Regions from separate parts of the Zea mays genome. Here region 2 is linked to region 1. The links are chromatin contacts, called in public Hi-C maps. All regions are on one chromosome and are shown on one strand. Each heading gives the region's core, a stretch centred on a gene start, on an enhancer-like site or on the middle of the called end of the contact. The rest is flanking DNA. Distances are from core to core; before and after follow the strand shown.

Region 1 (2,623 bases), core at 70-2,569:
ACTCGCTTTCTTTGATTCCTGCAGTTTGCCAGTAACCTCTGTATTTGGCAATTCAGACGCATTTGTGTCCTGGATAACAGCCACAGTAGAGTCTCTCTCCTCCAAATTAATCACTGAACCAATCTCGGAAGTCTGGTTACTGCTGCTCGACTCACTTTTTGCATCCATAACTGAAAAATAGCTTTCAACAGCAATCTCTGAATTGGTATGTGTAACACCATCCAGAGTGGCATTGTCAGAGTTTTTCTGCATCAGTTGAACTTCAACCATGGTATTAACAATCCCAGACCCATCAGTCTTAAGGCCATCAGTACCTTTCTCTCCTTTCTCCAATGTACCCTCATTACCCACTTCCTTAACATCGATCGGAGTGACTTCTGGTTCACTAGCACTGGTATCAACACTTGATGAACCTGCAGGTGGCGAAGGCCTGATCTTCTCGATCTTCATCCGCTCTCGCGGCCGTTGCCTACTCCTCTTTTCCTTCTGAGCAGATATCTTGTTGCCACCATCGGCATTAGTGAGCTTCAATGGACCCTGCAAAAAAATTAATGCCAAAGCTTGAACGATGACTCATGTGTGGTATGTAAAGAAACAAGTATGCTCAAGAAGGCTGTTAAGTAGTGACCTTCTCCCTCGGCTTTCCCTTCTTTGCTTGCACTTCTTGGTTGTTTGGTCCTTCACAAACAAGCATCAACAAGCAGAGATTAAACTACCTGCCAAATGGCTAAATGGGCACGTGTAAACCAAGGAGGCACGCTACCTGAAGGCTGAGAGGTAGACTGCTCATCCGACAGTTCTGTTGCCACGATCTTGGCCCTCCGGTCGACGACTTCGAGCAAGTCTATTACCAAAAAATGATCACCATGCTCAGATTCCTTATAGCAAACTCCTCACGGTGCAATCAAGCAGACGGAAACAGTGCTGGGTTTCAGTTAGGTGCAATTAGGCGGGCAGAATATGATCAAACAGAGCACACCTACCACAGATGGAGGCAATACTAGTCTCACGGAGTAATCAGCGCGGGGAAAGTACGAGAGTTGTGGGATTGAGAGGAGAACGGCATATCTTCGCCGACGCAGAGGGATGGATCTGTGTGGGCGACGAGTAGTGCGAGGGAGGTTGGGCCGTCGGGGTTTCGTACCTTCGGCGACCTTGAGCCAGGAGGCCATGGCGGGATCGCCGCTGGTGGCGCAGTGTGACGGCGAGCGAGCTTGATAAAATTGGCTGGTGTAGTGATGTGAGATCTCCGGCCACGGCAGCGGGTGAAGCCGTAAAACCAAAATCGATCCAAACCCACCAGGCCACCACCTAACGATTCGAGAGAAAAAAAAGGAAAAATTAACTATTTGTCAAGCAACTCTTCAAAAGTCATTTTACATATTTGACATTAGATTATGTAGTAGTTTTCTCTAAATTTTTTCCTATATATTACTTTTTGCGTCACATTACCAACATTTTATCCCCTATTATTTTATCTTCCACAATGGTTACCCTTATATTCTCTCCATATACTCCCACTACAACTATAAAATATTATTATCCAACCATATTTATCATATATTAACATTTTTTCTTCACCTATTAAAACCTAAAGCAAATATGAACAGTGATAGAGGCTTCTGGCTTTCTGTTCAATTCCACCGGAGGGAGGGCCTGAGACCGTCTTCAACGGTGCCCCCTCCCCTTGCACAGTACCGAATTTGGAGGCTACAGAGCACCGGTATCCACTTTAACGGTGCCCTCTACATGTGCTACAGTAGTGGGGGAATGCCCAGCCGGCCGCCAGATCAAGGGGCGCGTCAAATGGCCCCCTTGTCTTGATATTTGTGCACGCCGGTATTTATCAGTGGTGAAAAAATATTAATAGATGATGAATGTGTATGAAAATTGATATTTTATGTTTGTAGTGGGGTATAAGGCTATCCGCACTCATACTACCCTATTTCTCTACCCTAAAAGGAATATTCCATCCTGGTCAGTGAGATTCTCTACTCTATCCAACAATTCTCCGCGGTCACGATTACCCTATATATCCACCCTATACGTCCCTGGGTCCACCAGCAGGCAGAGCAGGCAGGCGCTGCTGTCCCGTCCCTGGGCCCACCTCTGCTCCGGCGAGAGAGAGCAGCAGCATTTAGCGTAGGCGATCACGAGCGCTGTATTTGGCGTCCGCAGTGCTGGAGAGAGAAGATAGAGTTGGATTTACAGTCACCGCTGCAGGCCTCCAGCTATTGCAAAAATTTACGGGTTCCATTTCCAGCTCTCCGGTGTGGGCAGCCTAAAGGAATGGTATAGGGGGAACCGCTGCAGAGCGAGAGGGTGTGCTGACATGGCGCGGTAGTCTCTACTAACTATTAAGTCTCTATTGTAGACTGCCCCCGCCTCCCTCCGCCCGCTGCAAAAACCGCCGCAGTCCGTTCGCCCGCGACCCCGCCGCAATCCCTCCTCCTCCGTGAGCCGGTCGCCGTGGCTCACCATCACCTGCCGCAGCTGCTCCGTGGGGATGGACCCGCTGCAGGCGTCGTCGAACACGTCGAAGCACTCGGCGAGGCGCGCCTCCGACTGCCTGGCGCCCATCTTGCGCGCCGCCACGGCCAGGAACGCCGCGAGGTCGATGTCG
Region 2 (2,623 bases), core at 57-2,556, 180 kb before region 1:
CTAGTGACAGAATTTCATTATGCCCTCAAAATCATTCTGTGGTGAATGGGATCAGTAATGGACACGCTTCACTCTCTAATATATAGGGACTGGATCAAGTGAAGCCGAATGTGAAGATAACATGTCTGATGATGGCTGCTCAGTAGCAGGAACCGAGTATTCAGTAGGTGGTGCTTCAGAGGCGACAGCAGAACGGATGTATGTTGCCAACATCTCAACTTTCCACATCTCTTATTCCTTACCATCATTTCTTTTTTGAATTCAATGTCACATACTAGTTACAATCTGTTGGGCTCCCAATAAATTCTTTCGTTACATGTGTCAGCAGCAAACAATCTTCCTTTTCCCCTTTCAGTAACGAGTCCTGCTGTTTAAACTATGCTCTACAATTACAGGCAGAAGGCCCCATCAAGGATAGCCAGGCTATTCCACACAAAGAATGGACAGCCTGCAAACTCCAAACCAAAACCAAGGGAGTCTGCTCTGAAACCACCAGGTACATTAGAAACGTGGACCACTAGTAGGCAGTACTACCTGGTATCAAATCCAATTGTCCAGTAGCTGATCAATGCTTTTACAATTTGCGAGCATTCCATCATCTACAGGTCGCACGACATCTACAGGAGGAAGCCAGGCGACAGGAGGATCTTTAGTGAAACCCCCTAAGAGGCGGTAGAGAAATAAAGATTCCATCATCTAGGATTTGCCATGTTGATGGGGGTATGTGACGATGTCACTGTAACGGGTTCACTTGTCATCACCATGATGAGCAGCCGACTGTAGGCTGGATGTTGTATGAGCTGGACGCCATGAGGTTGGTTTCTCAGCCCTGCTGACCATCACGTTAGTTATCGACTATGTTACTGACCATCATCAACTTTTTATCTATACTATACTTAAAGCACCAGTTTCAACGGTCGTCCCACGTCATCTTTTTACAGATAACCTCTCACAGCTATCTCAAATTAATCTGTTGCACGCCTATAAATGGCCAAACGGCGGCCCGGCACGGGCCAGACGCCCGCGGACCACAACTCTGGCCCAGGCATATCATGTCGGCCTGCTGACTGTGCCGAGCCAGCCCGTCGGCCACGCCTATAAATGGCCAAACGGCGGCCCGGCACGGGCAAGACGCCCGTGGGCCACAACTCTGGCCCAGGCACGTCATGTCGGCCTGCTAACTGTGCCGGGCCAGCTTGTTAGCCCGTTGGCCACACCTATAAATGGCAAAACGGCGGCTCGGCACGAGCCAGACGCCCGCGGGCCACAACTCTGGCCCAGACACGTCATCTCGGCCTGCTGACTGTGTCGGTCAGCCCGTTAGCCCATCGGCCAATTTGATTAAATCAGCGTAAAATGTTAAAAAACGATGCAGGAGGTGGGGTTCGAACCCATGCCCTGCCCCTCCCCCAGCGTCGACTCCCTGTCCTGCAACCGGCACCGCCCTGCCCCTCCCCTAGCGCCGACTCCCTGCAACCGGCACCGGCCCGCCCTGCCCCTCCCCCAGCGCCGAGTACCTACAACCGGCCCGCGAGCCCTGCCACCGGCACCGCCCCACCCTGCCCGCGAGTTCGCCGTCGCAGTGGCCGACTCCTTGCCCTGCCACCGGCACCACCCTGCCCTGCCCGCGAGTTCGTCGTTGCAGTCGCCTGCAGAGCGCCGCGAGTTCCTCGTCTTTACCTGCCCAGCGTCGCTGCACCTCCCCGTCGCCCCGTGAGTTCGCCGTCGCAGTTGCATCTTCTCCGTGCCTCCTCGGATTCTAGCGCGATGGACCGAAGGCCAGCGCCAAAATCCCGTCGGTCTGCATTGAATGCCGCCATAGGTACGATTTCTGGAGGCTGGCATCCATCGTCACAAGATAATCGTCGCAGCCCCACGAACGACAGTCATGCAACACATGCACAACCTGAAGCTTTGTCGGCAGCTGCATCTGTGCAAAACCCTCTGGACAACAGCATTGATGCCTCGTGGATGCTTCCTGATTACAAGTGCGTATTTTTACTTTATCTGTTAAACAATTACATACAAGCAAATTGATTTTTAAACAATGAAGCAGATAATCATAAAGTAGTACAATAGCATACTACCCTCCCAAGATAACTGATGAAAATAGGTATATCTTAATTTTGTGCAGCATACTACCCTCCCAAGATAACTACTATAGGAATCTGATGAACCAAGATGATACAGATAATTTAGGCTTGGAGGATTGCGTGCAAGTTGATCCTCTTGTAGCTAATATGAATTCCCAGACAAAACCAAAGGGCCGCTCAAAAAATTTCACTGATGATGAGGACATTCTATTGTTGTCAGTGTATCTCAATGTTAGCAAAGATCCTACTGCTGGAAGGGACCAAAAAGATAGCAGATTTTGGGAAAGAATTGAAAAGTATTATCATGTCAATTTAACATTTGAATCAGATCGCAATTGCTCTTCATTGCGTCATCGATGGGGTATAATCCAAAAGGAAGTAAGTCTTTTCCAAAGTTACTATGAAGCCATACAAAGGAAGAATGAAAGTGGAAAGACAATGAATGACAAGGTACACTTTTATACTCTTATGTTATGCATTGCTTTTGTTCACATAGCATAAAATGGTTGTGGTTGACATATGCATTTTAT

The links. Hi-C and Micro-C count contacts between places; a contact is called where the count stands out from the background.
Region 2: a contact with region 1 is called in a Hi-C map of tassel, with 2.0 times the contacts expected there. The contact joins the promoter of LOC103636663 here to the promoter of LOC103636659 in region 1. A contact is called at or near these places in 3 of 25 Hi-C or Micro-C datasets (ear, leaf and tassel).

The regions. Positions count from the first base shown.
Region 1 is chr8:181,288,231-181,290,853 of Zm-B73-REFERENCE-NAM-5.0, reverse strand. LOC103636659 (golgin-84) reads right to left here and starts at 1,319. Exons shown (of 21, transcript XM_008659009.4): 1 at 1,145-1,319; 2 at 764-844; 3 at 629-678; 4 at 1-537. The coding sequence starts at 1,172. It overlaps LOC103637586 (probable calcium-binding protein CML9), which reads right to left. Exons shown (of 2, transcript XM_008659745.2): 2 at 2,245-2,623. The coding sequence ends at 2,245.
Region 2 is chr8:181,467,979-181,470,601 of Zm-B73-REFERENCE-NAM-5.0, reverse strand. It overlaps LOC103636663 (CASP-like protein 4A2), which reads left to right and starts at 1,306. Exons shown (of 3, transcript XM_008659014.4): 1 at 1,306-1,988; 2 at 2,135-2,543. The coding sequence starts at 1,357. LOC541865 (kinesin-related protein16) reads left to right here. Exons shown (of 21, transcript XM_020543377.3): 19 at 87-198; 20 at 396-496; 21 at 606-923. The coding sequence ends at 676.